Linked DNA regions of Sminthopsis crassicaudata: region 2 is linked to region 1. The links are chromatin contacts, called in public Hi-C maps. All regions are on one chromosome and are shown on one strand. Each heading gives the region's core, a stretch centred on a gene start, on an enhancer-like site or on the middle of the called end of the contact. The rest is flanking DNA. Distances are from core to core; before and after follow the strand shown. Region 1 holds the start of ALAD (aminolevulinate dehydratase). Region 2 holds the start of PRPF4 (pre-mRNA splicing tri-snRNP complex factor PRPF4).

What was found. A called contact is a pair of places that touch in the nucleus more often than the background predicts.
Region 2: a contact with region 1 is called in a Hi-C map of hippocampus, with 2.9 times the contacts expected there. The contact joins the promoter of PRPF4 here to the promoter of ALAD in region 1. A contact is called at or near these places in 2 of 2 Hi-C or Micro-C datasets (fibroblasts and hippocampus).

Annotation. Positions count from the first base shown.
Region 1 is chr2:497,398,925-497,404,758 of ASM4859323v1, reverse strand. It overlaps ALAD (aminolevulinate dehydratase), which reads right to left and starts at 3,577. Exons shown (of 12, transcript XM_074293654.1): 1 at 3,049-3,577; 2 at 1. It overlaps POLE3 (DNA polymerase epsilon 3, accessory subunit), which reads right to left. Exons shown (of 4, transcript XM_074293657.1): 4 at 5,078-5,834.
Region 2 is chr2:497,530,002-497,535,835 of ASM4859323v1, reverse strand. PRPF4 (pre-mRNA splicing tri-snRNP complex factor PRPF4) reads left to right here and starts at 2,095. Exons shown (of 14, transcript XM_074293661.1): 1 at 2,095-2,236; 2 at 3,512-3,695. The coding sequence starts at 2,210. It overlaps CDC26 (cell division cycle 26), which reads right to left and starts at 2,090. Exons shown (of 3, transcript XM_074293668.1): 1 at 1,890-2,090; 2 at 330-509. The coding sequence starts at 410.

The DNA of each region.
Region 1 (5,834 bases), core at 2,328-4,827:
TCTGGAGACAAGCAAAGAAATATTTACTAAAGCCTCATAGCCAGCCCGGTGCTAGGGGCTTTAACAAGACAAAAGGCACTCCAAGATAGTTCCTGCTCCCAGGGATCTTACAGTTTCACTGAAGAAAAAAAAGATACAAATGTATAAGCATATATGTGTATATACATACAGATACAACACAGATACAGCACAACATGAAAAAGCAAGTAGGGGCAAAATAGCCTTGATGACTAGGCTGAGGATCTCAAATTTTTTATCCTGAAGGGGACAGGGAAGTAAAGGAGTTAAGTGACAATCTGCTATGCCTCTGGAAACTGAATCTGGCAGCAGGCCTAGCATGGACTAAAATAGGGAAGATACTGTATTAAAAGGCTGGTGTAACAATTTTGGGCCAGAAGGAGAGAGAGAGGAGTTCAGTTTTAAACCTGTTAATTTTGAGGCAGTAATAAGAATTCTAGCAGGCAGATAAGCGGGAGGACTGATTGTACAGGCAGCTGAGTTCTCCAGGCTGGTTTATCTTAGACTGGGTCTCCTTCAGTCTTATTGTGACCAGGAGGTTGGAGCTCCTGCTGCTTAACCCATTATAGATGAACTCTGGCACTGGGCACTTTCCGGCTCCTTTCCCAGTCAACCTAAAAGCCTTATCTTAATTTTCGAGGCTCAGTGCCTGTTAGAAGGTTGTGTTATCTCTAGAAACACAAGTTCAGCCTCTTGCCACACCCTAGGGCCAACACACAATCTCCCCTACCCCAACACGTGCCTCCCCTTCCCCACAATCCCTGGATTCTTATTCCTCAGATATTCCCACCTTCCCCAGAATATGCACTCAGCCCTTTATTTCTCTCCAAAAGTATATCTTGGGGCCACAAACACTTCATGTGAGGCCACAACTGGGACAGAGGTGAGCTACAGGTTTATAGATTGTATGTGAAGAGGACATCCAAGTGTTCATATCCCAGACCTTTCCAGGCTCCTCATCTGTAAAATTAGGTTGTACTGAAAAGATCTTGATGGTCTCTTCCAGTTCTGACAACTTATACAACTCTTGACTCTGAGGTGCAAGGGAACCCATAGGACCACGGAGGGGGCAGATAACTAATACTGGCCCCCATTCTTTGGCTTCTGAAGGTCAAATCTTGTGAGAAAACTTTCTTCCAGGTATTCTGAATCAATGTCAACCCTTTCCTTTTCTCGCCCTTAGCAAGTTCAAGGTAAGCATTCAATAGGAAGGTCCCTTAAGCAATCCTAAGAACAACCAGTTCTTGGCTATCATCATAAGGCTAGTCTTGGATAGGTGAAATCCCATGTAATTCGGTCACCTCATTGGAGTCCACCATTCCAACTTCTACTGCACTTTCTGCCAAAGCTGCTAATGTTCCACAAGGCCTGGCTTCTTTACACTGTCAGATTCTAGGCAAGGTTATACACCGAGAAGGACTTGTTCCATATTTTAGGAGCTTTGGAAGATACTGAGGAAAGGCTCCCCAAACCTTTCAAAAGTAGGTTTACTTGTCAAATACTAGGCCATCTTATCATTTCACTAGTGATTCAGAGAAGGAGTTTGAGATCACAGCTTGCCACCAGCAGCAACAAAAAGACCCAGGCGCTACATATCAGGAGATGGGGATGGCTCAGCTTTGGAGAAATTATTATAGTCTTAAGATATTAAAGTTAGAAGGAGCCTACGCCTTCAGTTTTCAGAGGAACTTGATGCTGAGAGCAGGAAAAGTCACAGTTAGTAGTAATGCCAGAATTAGACTATTCCCTATCCAAACACTTTCTTCAATGACACATCTAACATCAGTAAATTTTATCTAATAAAAAAAAGACTGGGAGAAGAATTCTCCCTCGGTCAGCAACAAGTGGGCATCAAGAAAAAGAGTTGTTTCAACAAAGAATGGTAAAGTTACTGGATGCTAGGCTCAGCAGTCACTCCTGAAGGGGTGAGGGAAGAGGGAGTGATTGTTAATACCATCTCATTAAACTAGAACCTAGAGGGGCATGAAGAAGCAGACAATGGCACAGCCAGCCAGGCAGAAGCAGAAAACATTCCTCAAGCTTACAGGCTGGAAAACAGTCAGTCTCCTTGCCAAGGAGGGGGGGAGGGAGACACTGTCTGGCCTGAGAAATCAACTTAGTTGGTCAGAAAAAGGACATTGGACTTTCACTCCCCCAGCCGGGCATATCTGCCCTGAGAGCCTTCAAGGTGGAGTGGGCTTGATATTGGGAAGTTCTGGTCCTGGGAGTTGGGAGAAACGGTAAAAAGTTCTAGGGTCAATCCTGAAAGTGCTGCAGCTGCTTGGCGAGTTTGGGCCCGGCCCCCAAGGTATACTCAAGGGCAGGCCATGTGACCCCCGCCCTGGCTCCCGGCCTGACACTCGCTTTCCACATCCGCGGGGGGGGGGGGGGGGGGGGGGGAGGGGGAGGAAGGGTTCCACAGATGTGCAATTATTGTAGCAGTCACAGGAAAAGAGCTCGGCCTCAGAGACATGTAAGTCCCCGGGACGGAGCGATAGGCAAAGGAGGCCCCCCACCCAAGTCACAGGGCCAAGGGAAGGGCCAGGGGGGCTTGCGCCGGGGTACGCACCAACCCGGGGAGAAGTTTTGTCCCGGAGGCTGCAACAAGGGGAAGGAAGCATGGCTCTTTTGAGGCAGATAGCGGAAGCCAGCGAGTTTAGAAAAGAGTCTACAGAGCCAGGAGACCAGAGCTACTTCCCGACAACACGACCTTGGGCAAGTCAACTGTCCTCCTTTAGTCTATTTCCTAGGTAAAATCAGCTCCAACATCTGAACTGGGATGTCTCAGACATGCTTCCCGCTCCGCCACGCGGAGCGTTCCACGCGTTCCACGGAGAGAGGAGGCCTCAGAAGGGGAGGAGCTCGGGGCAGAAATTGTCCGGAGGGCCGAGGAGGGAGGAGACCCTCCAACCAGGATTGCCCTGACCTGGGGTAGGCTGTGCGCACGCTCCCTCGGGAGGACAGATCGCAGAGACGCTGGATCCCCCGGTCCCCCAGCTCCCCAGCCCCACAACCCAGGTCCCCGCTTACCAGGAGCTGCAGCAGAGATGCAGAGATCGAGGCTGCTCTCGGAGGTGGCCACCGCGGGTCTAAGTAAGCCCACGTGGGGGTGGGGCGGGCTCACCCGGAAGCAGCTTCTCTCGGTCAGGCTCCGCCCCCGTTTGCTGTCCCTGCCCTGGCTGGCTGGGCTCCGAGTCACGGTCCCTCCCCGCCAGCCCACGTTACTCAATTCAGCTTCGTAGAGTAACGAGAGAGAGGGCGGTCCAAGAAGGTGGGGACAGCCAGGAAGCAGGGCCCCCCAGCTGAGATGAAAGTCCCCCGTCAATCCGCCCAGGATATCCAGCTGAATGGCTGGTGGGAAGGGGAAGATTGTGGATTCCAGTGAGGAGCACAAACACCAAGCATTTACTGAGCTTCCAAGTGGGACCACGCTGGCAGACAAAAGATGACGAAGACATTCCTGGCCTGTTTACAACCCAAAGTGAACAGAAGACTCGAATGGTCAGGAGTGTGACCAATGCAGGGAGACTGCTTTCACACAGGAGGATCTGAAAGGACACTGGAAATTGACACACAAGTATGTTAAGGGTCAAGAACTCAACTAACTTGGGGCCACATTTATGGAGGACCTTGGGATGCTTGAGTGCAGTTGGGACTTAGAAATTTACATTTAAAACGGTTTTGAGAGATTTAAGACTAGAAGAAAGGAAAATTATCTGAGAGGCAAGTGCAGTAATTCAAGTGTGACAGGACAAAAACTCCAAGTGTCAGCCTTAGAAGTTAGCTAGTCCAAACTAAGTAAATCGAGCAAAACTTTTGCATCCAAGCTATCTGAAAAAATGCTTTAAGTCACTAATACAAATTAAAGCAGTTCTTTGGTTCCACTTTACACCCATCACATTGGCAAAGAAGAAAAATGGTAAGAGGGCTGTAGCAAAACAGCTACAGTAATGCACTATTAATGGATGTATGAATTGATACTTCCACTGTAAAAAGCAATTTGGAATTCTGACCCTAAAGGTTCTGAACTACATACCTACTCTTTGAATCAATAATAACCTCTGCTAGGTGTATACCCAAAGGGATCAGAGAAAAAGGACTCATACATATAAAAATATTTGGAGTAGCTCATTTGTTGTGGCAAAGAACTGAAAACTAAGGGGATGTTAATTAACTGGGGAATGACTGAACGAATTGTGGTATAGGAATTCAATTAATGTGCCTTAAAAATACTAAAGGTATGGATCCAAAGAAATTTGGGAATAGTACACTCTGTATATAACAATACTGCAAAATCAAAATTTTGAAAAACTTAAAAAGGAATGGATTCAAGATGTAGAATGACATTCACATATTTTAGATGTGAGAATTTGTTTTGATTGGCTATAAGAAGTTAGCATTTATATGCCACTTTACAACATAACACAAACTCAAAATCCATTCACTTTCCTATTTGATGGTCATCCAGGTTCTTGAATATTTTCAGAAAAATACTCAGTTTCTCACAAAGCAACCTTTTCTATCCTAGTTCCTAGAAAAAGTTTCCTTTGTATGATAAACTGGCAGTTGCTTTCCTGTAACATCCATTAATTGGATCCTACTTTTCTCCTCTGGAACTTAATAAAACAAAGGCTGTTCTCTTTCCCACAATAGCTCTTCTGGTATTTTTAAGACCAGCAATCCTATCTTTTCCTTCCCCTTAATTATTTCATGACTAGGCCAACAGTCCTCCTTCCCCCTGGCAACAAATATGTTCATTAGTGATATGATCCAGAAGGCAAAGAATGTATTTGTTAAAGAAGAATTAACAAGGCTGAATGATTAATGGACAGGGACTTTTGGAGCTAATTTTTAAGGTATGAAAATATTTAATCATGAAAGCAGTGTCATGAAGAAAAGAACTGATGAGCTATTATTTTTCTGGTACTTGAGGAACACCTGCTGGCTATCCAGGGCATTGCAAGTTTTTCTATGGTTCCCATATAGCAAAATACAGAAGACACAATGAAGATGTTAGTTCTTTCCAAATAGTCACAGATGTAGATGTAAAATATAACAATTTTTAAACAACATTTTTTATTTATACAAACCATCCCATTTCCCTCCCCCAAATATAGAATAAAATGAAATTCCTTCCTCATTTATTAACAAACTTGTCCTTATAATCCAATAATAAGGAAATGTTAGCAGACTACATTTTTCCACCTGTAAACTCCAATTGGAATGGGATCACTATTGTTATTTTATAGACCAAAATATTAAAACTAAAAGGTTTACAAGAACCTTTATTCCCAATTCTCAAGGTAGCACTTAACAGAAGGACTGAATGTGGTCTCTGAAGGAGTCCCCTTCTAGTTAAACACAGATATTTTTTCAAATTTTTTGGCCATGGAGACAAAGCTCTTCTGGCAGCTTCCAATCTTCAGAAATAACCACTTAACTTGGGAGTAAATAGAGTCTAACAAAAAATGAAAGCCCTATCAAAACCACTTTAGAAGGGTGGTTTATGATAATTACATTACTAAGCATTATTAGATTTTATTACGTATTCTATCAAGTTATCCTTAAAAGACAAGAGACAGAACTCTGGGATTGGAAGAAAATTTTACATTTGTTCAATTAAACTGGACTGAAGATCATAAGTTAGCAAAGCCAATATTAGACTGGAGAACGGTACTTGGAGGAAATGAATTTTAGAGCTTGTCATTTGTTAAGTAAAAAAGACAAGCACAAAAAGGATGAGACACCTGAAAAGGTCATATACTACATATATTAGAAAATTTATTTTCAAACTTATGTTCAGGTGGCAGGTGAAA
Region 2 (5,834 bases), core at 846-3,345, 130 kb before region 1:
AAGTGATTTTCAAGTCAAGGTTCTTTCAAGTAATGATGTGGACATCTACCCTAAAAACTCTTTTTAGGATTCTTCTCCCAACTGAAATAGTCTCCTAGATAGAATATTTAGACTAAGATAGCAAATCCCCCTAAAAAATCCCCCAAGGGGCCGCTAGGTGGCGCAGTGGACACAGCACAGCCCTGAGGTCAGGAGGACCTGAGTTCAAATGCGATCTCACTTAACACTTCTAGCTGTTTGACCCTGGACGAGTCACTTAACCCCAACTGCCTCAGCAAAAACAAACAAACAAACAAAAATAAAACAATCCGCAAGCTGTAGCAGCTTACCTCTAGATCCTTTCGGATACTCTCAAATTCTTCAATGTCATCTAGCTTCAGCTCCAGGCGAGTAGGTTTTCGACGGAGCATTCTGGTAATAGTTCAACACCTATAAGCCAAATCCACTGAGCTGTCAAAATTTAGGCAGAAGGAAGAAGCTCCACCATATTCTGGTGGTGATAGATGTGTCTGCAAACAAACATAAAAGCCACACAATGATACCATAAATATACACAAACCTACAGGAAGCATCAGATATTAATGATTCTGATATAAAATCAAGAGTTCTTTAATAAAGCATTGTCAGGGAAATGTACAAAGTTGACAGACTTTCCTTAATTCATAATGAATTACCATTTATGGAATAGATAGTAACAATCGGTTTAATGCCCTTCAAGTGGGTTTTTATGGATTTGTGATCACCTTTAAAAGCATAATTAAGATTTCATTTCAAAATGATTGCAAAAGTGCTTGGCTTCCTAATCCTAATGAAAGTTCTCTGACGCATACACATAGGATAACTCGACGCAAACCACTTTTTAAGTAACAAAAAATCAATAAACAATTGTATAGATTCGTACTAAGATATCTTTAGAAGATCACATGATCACAAATCAACAATCCTAGGGTCTTGTTTAGCTTCATGATCTCAATTTTAATGTGCCTTTTTTTTTTGACTTTTCATATCCTTAAAAAGTTTTAATGATTTTTTATGATGTCATTTCTGCATTTTTTTCTCTCCTCTCCTAACGGATTCCTATCAGCAATGTTAACTTCCCCAATGATCAGGATCGATTTAACAACCTTTCTGGATATGATACAGCGCCTCCTTTTCTTGCAGTAAAGAATAGTGATTGACCCAGGATGGACCGAGGTTCCTCAACAAGTGTGCACGCCAGCGCATGATCTACTGTGTGGAATTCTGTGCAGACTGCACGCTCTCCATTCCCGCTTTAATCCAGAGTTCGTGGCCAGGGCTCGGAGAGAGGGACCGAGCGGCTGGCTCCGCACAAGTACAGTGGTTTCAAAAGGGACAGCAATTTCTCAGGGGCTCCCATTCCCCGCCATGGATATTTATTTTTGCCGTCTCCTTACTGAGAGGGGGAGAAGAGGAGGAACGCTGGGAAAGGAAATGATGGCCAACGTGGGGGGTGTGGGGAGAGACCCAACCTCCAAGCCGGGTCCGCTCCCCAACCCTAAGTTTCTCCATCTGTAAAACGCGAGAGCTGACCTATTCCTCTCACGTCAGTGGGGTCCGACGGGGGAAAGGAGAGGGACACGGTCGAGGTCGGGGTCAACGTTTCCATGGCAGCAGAGGGGCAGGAGCCGCCCGGAGCCCGCCCGCCTGCCGCGGCTGCTCCTCCCTCCCTATCCCGTCCCTTCCCCTTCCGGCCCCCTCGGACTCCTCTCCCCGGTGTTAGGTGCTTGGCTCGAAGCAGTCTTCACGCCCTACCACCCACCTCCCCTCGCTGGCTTGGTTTGGTTTGGCCCAGTCCCAGGGTTACACCGGTTTCTCAGAGCCTTACTCGCGCCAGCCGCTCTTCTCCGCTTTTCCCTCTCCCTACCAACCTACAGCAGGCCCGACGCAAGGACTACGCTTCCCGGGATGCCTCTCAATGCCTTCCTCATTAGTCGCTACCGATCGCCCCTCCCAGAATGCTCTGCGCCTCGTCCTACCAGCCGGAAAGGATACTCCCCGGCTGTGACTACAGTTCCCAGGCGTGCTGGGCGCCTTCCCCGGGGTGGGGGACTTCGCGTAGTTCCGGTTGTGCGCTATTTCCGGTGCGTTTCGAAGTTTCCGCTCCCCTGAGCGTGCTTTGAACGCTCCGGCGCTGGAGTCGGTGGCGGTGGTGGTTTATTCCTCCGGTGATTGAGATTCCCGCCACGACATGGCTTCTTCTCGAGCTGCAGCCACGGTGAGCTCCGGCTTCGCTGTGCGGGATGAGTGGGAGCTCTCTGCCCACATGTTTGGGAGTCAGAAGTGGCTTCTGCGGCTTCCACACCGCCCGCGCTCAGGGGGAGCAGAGGCAGGGGGATGCCGCCCGAGCTGGGAGCTCTCCGGGGGACTCGGGCCACTGCCGGGGGCGTGAAGGTGGCGGGAGCTCTGAAAGGGGGCGTGGATCATAAAGTCCAGCGGGCTGGCTGTGGGAGATTGGGCGTCTCTCCCCAGCTCTCCTTAACCGGGGGTGAGCCTCCGGGTAATTCCTCCTCCTCGTCCTCCAGTAAAGAGGATCAGGTACCGCCTGGGAGTCTTCCACCTCTAACCTTCCTGTCCCGTCTTTGCGGTTTAGTCCCGGCCTTGTCCATTACTGACTGTGTGGTCAGATCCTCGTATCTAGAAGGAAAGTGACGAGAGGCAGGCGCTCGCTCAGGGTGTGGGAAGGACTTTCCGGGAGGGTGATTTCTCCATCACTCAGACACGAGAAGAACTTGCGTGCTTGAGGCACGGACTAAAAGACCAGACTCTTCGGCTCTAAGGCGCTGTGTGTGGGAAGGTGATAACCATAACCTTCTGTGAAGAAAAGTGAGACTGTGCACGTATAAATACTTTCCATTTACAGAGTTCTATGTAATTAAAGATTATGCATGAAAGGTGGAAAACCAGCCCCTGATTTAGAATTTCATTTAGTTTAACCAGAGGTAAATTCTCTCAAAACGTTTTCCTTTGAAAACATTTATTATCTAAATGAATCTAAGGAGACATTGAATTTGATTGCAAGCTTCGGTTTTTTTCTTCCTTTTTTGGGGGAGGAGGGGGAGAGGGCAATTGGAGAGAAGTGATTTGCACTAGAAAGTGTGTGACTGAAGCCCAGTTTGAATCTATCCACTAAGATATCTAGCTGCCCCCAGCTTAATAGATAGCATAAATGATAGCTCAGTCTGGAGCTCCAAGAGAGATTGCAGCTGCCTTCAGAGGTTTTACAACTCCATAAAATAAACAAAGCTCAAACTATCTTATTGTTCGGAAATTCATGAAAGATGGAGTTTGTTAATTTCATCCAACACATTTCTTCTCCTAAGAATGCTCTTAAATGACAGAGGTCTGAGTGGAGAAAGAGAGCTCCATCTGCTACCTGCTATAGAGCAATAGAATAAAGAATAGGATTTGCTTCCAGAATTAATACAACAGGCAGCCCAGAAGGTTGCTCCAGCTCTTAACTTTAGGTTAACTCTACTGTTTGATTTTACAGGCAACCAAAACCCCTAGCAGGACTCCTGAAGACACTGCCTCCCCTGTGGTGAAGAAGCCTCATATCTACTATGGCAGTTTGGAAGAGAAAGAGAAGGAGCGTCTTGCCAGAGGGGAATCAGGGATGTTGGGGAAAGAAGGAATTAAAGCTGGAATTGAGGCTGGAAATATTAACATAACATCTGGTAAGACTAATTTTGAGCCAGTCTTTTGTTTTGACTATTCTGTCTGGCCTGAAGTAAGGATTTTGTAAGTTGGGAGTCTTCTTCCTTTACTTTGAACCTTGATAAAAATACATTTTTGCATTGTCAATAATACTCTTTCTTTAAACTTCTCTTTACAAAAGTGGTTTATAAATTGTGTCTCTTAAGGCTAAATTTTACTTGCCTCCCTCATCCCCATATTTCTAGAACTTAACTGATCCCATAGAACTTTATATTCTTTGGGATTAATATTCTAAATTAGTTTTATTAAGTGCTTACAGTGTACCAGACACTATCCTACACAGACGACAAATACATATGTATATGTTTTTGTATATACACACATAAACATAATATACATACTTATATATTTCATAAACTTGAATGAATACAAATATATTCAAAGTAGTTAAAGACAAAATTGTTGAATAGAATGTCTTGTTTATGTGCCTATCTTGAATGTTAGAGTTTTCTAAGTAGAGTCATTCTTCTTAGCTTGCATCTTTTCCAGATGCTCTTTTCTCTCCTAAATTTTTTTGGTAGGCGTATTCCTATGGATTATGAGTATTTTTCCTAGAAAGTTGTTTATAGTAAATTCATATAATCTTATTTTGCTTCATTTGAACAAGTTTAACATTGTTACAACAGTATTGTTTTGGACCAGCGTGGTTATATTTATTCCTTTTTTTTTTTTTTTCTTTTTCTTTTCCTAAGTTTTTAGTTTATCCTTTCTCTTTATACTGCATCTAAACAACCGAGACACCACAACTTAGCCAAGAATCCTTAGTATTGGATTTTTTAGTCCCGTTTTAGACATGATGCTATCTAATCTTGTTTTGTTTTTTGCTTGTTTAAATCCAGGAAGTCCCAGATTCTTAGTGTAGTTTTAAGTTATCAAATGTTAAAACTTTTAAAATGCATTTTAAAATAACTTTTAGAATAACCCTTTATTTTGTTCTTTGGTTAGTTTAGTTGTATCCAACTCTTTGTAACCCCATTGGGGTTTTCTAGGCAAAGATACTAAAGTGGTTTGCCATTTCTTTCTCATTATTTTGCTGTTGAGGAAACTAAGGCAGTCAGAGTTAAGTGACTTACTTGACACAGCTAGTAAGTGTCTGCAGCTGGGTTTGAACTTAGGTCTTCCTAACTCCAGACCTGCAGTCTATTTGCTTTGCTGCCTAGCTGCCCCAATCTGCATTTAGATCTCTATAGTTTGTTATAATTGATTTCCTTTGTTTTGTCATATATTTAATTTTATGCATTTAAAAACATTCTGAGAGGAAGTATATAAAAAGAGAACCAGACACTTCTGGGGCGGTACTACGATAGCAGAGAGGACACACATTTCTTTCTGACCTTCTCCTCTAACCCTTATAGAGGAAGCTTGGAAAACTTCCTTTGCCCTAAAAGCAGACCTTAACTTTTTTTTAAAAAAATGACTAAAAAAGTAAAGAGAACTCTGACCATAGACAACTTTCATAGTGAAAGAGAAGAACATATTTCAAACCTTGAGGAGACTAAAAGCAGATCGTCTCCAGATGAATCCGCAAAAGGTGATATAACCTGGTCTCCATCACACAAAGCTCTCCTAAAAGACCTTAAAAAGGATCTTAAAAGAGAGCTAGAAGAAAAATGGGGAAAGGAAATTAAAACTTTACTAGAGGGTTTGGAAAAGGCATATCTCATTAAAAGATAGATTTGATAAAATGGAAAAAGAAAACAACTCCCAGAAAAACAGAATTTGTGAACCAGAAAAAGAAAATAACTCCTTAAAAACATTCTGGTAAGGGGGGGGGGGGGTCTATAGGTTTTCCCAGATTGCCTAAGGGATTTAGAATATCCTGTCTTAGCTTATTTAAATAATTCCAAGGAGACATTGAAATGATAGCAACCTAACTTATTTATAAATAGTTGAATACTCAGTCTGCAACCCTAAGAGAGATTTTATCTGTCAGAATATACGCAGAATTGTGAATTTCATTTTTGTGGGGAGTTTATCAGTCATGTATTAGTATTTCTGTATCTTTGCTTTGAACACAAGGTTATAACTTATACCTTTCTTTTTCTTTTTAAACAAAATATCTAAACAGTTAATTTACTAAATGTGTTAATTATTCTGGG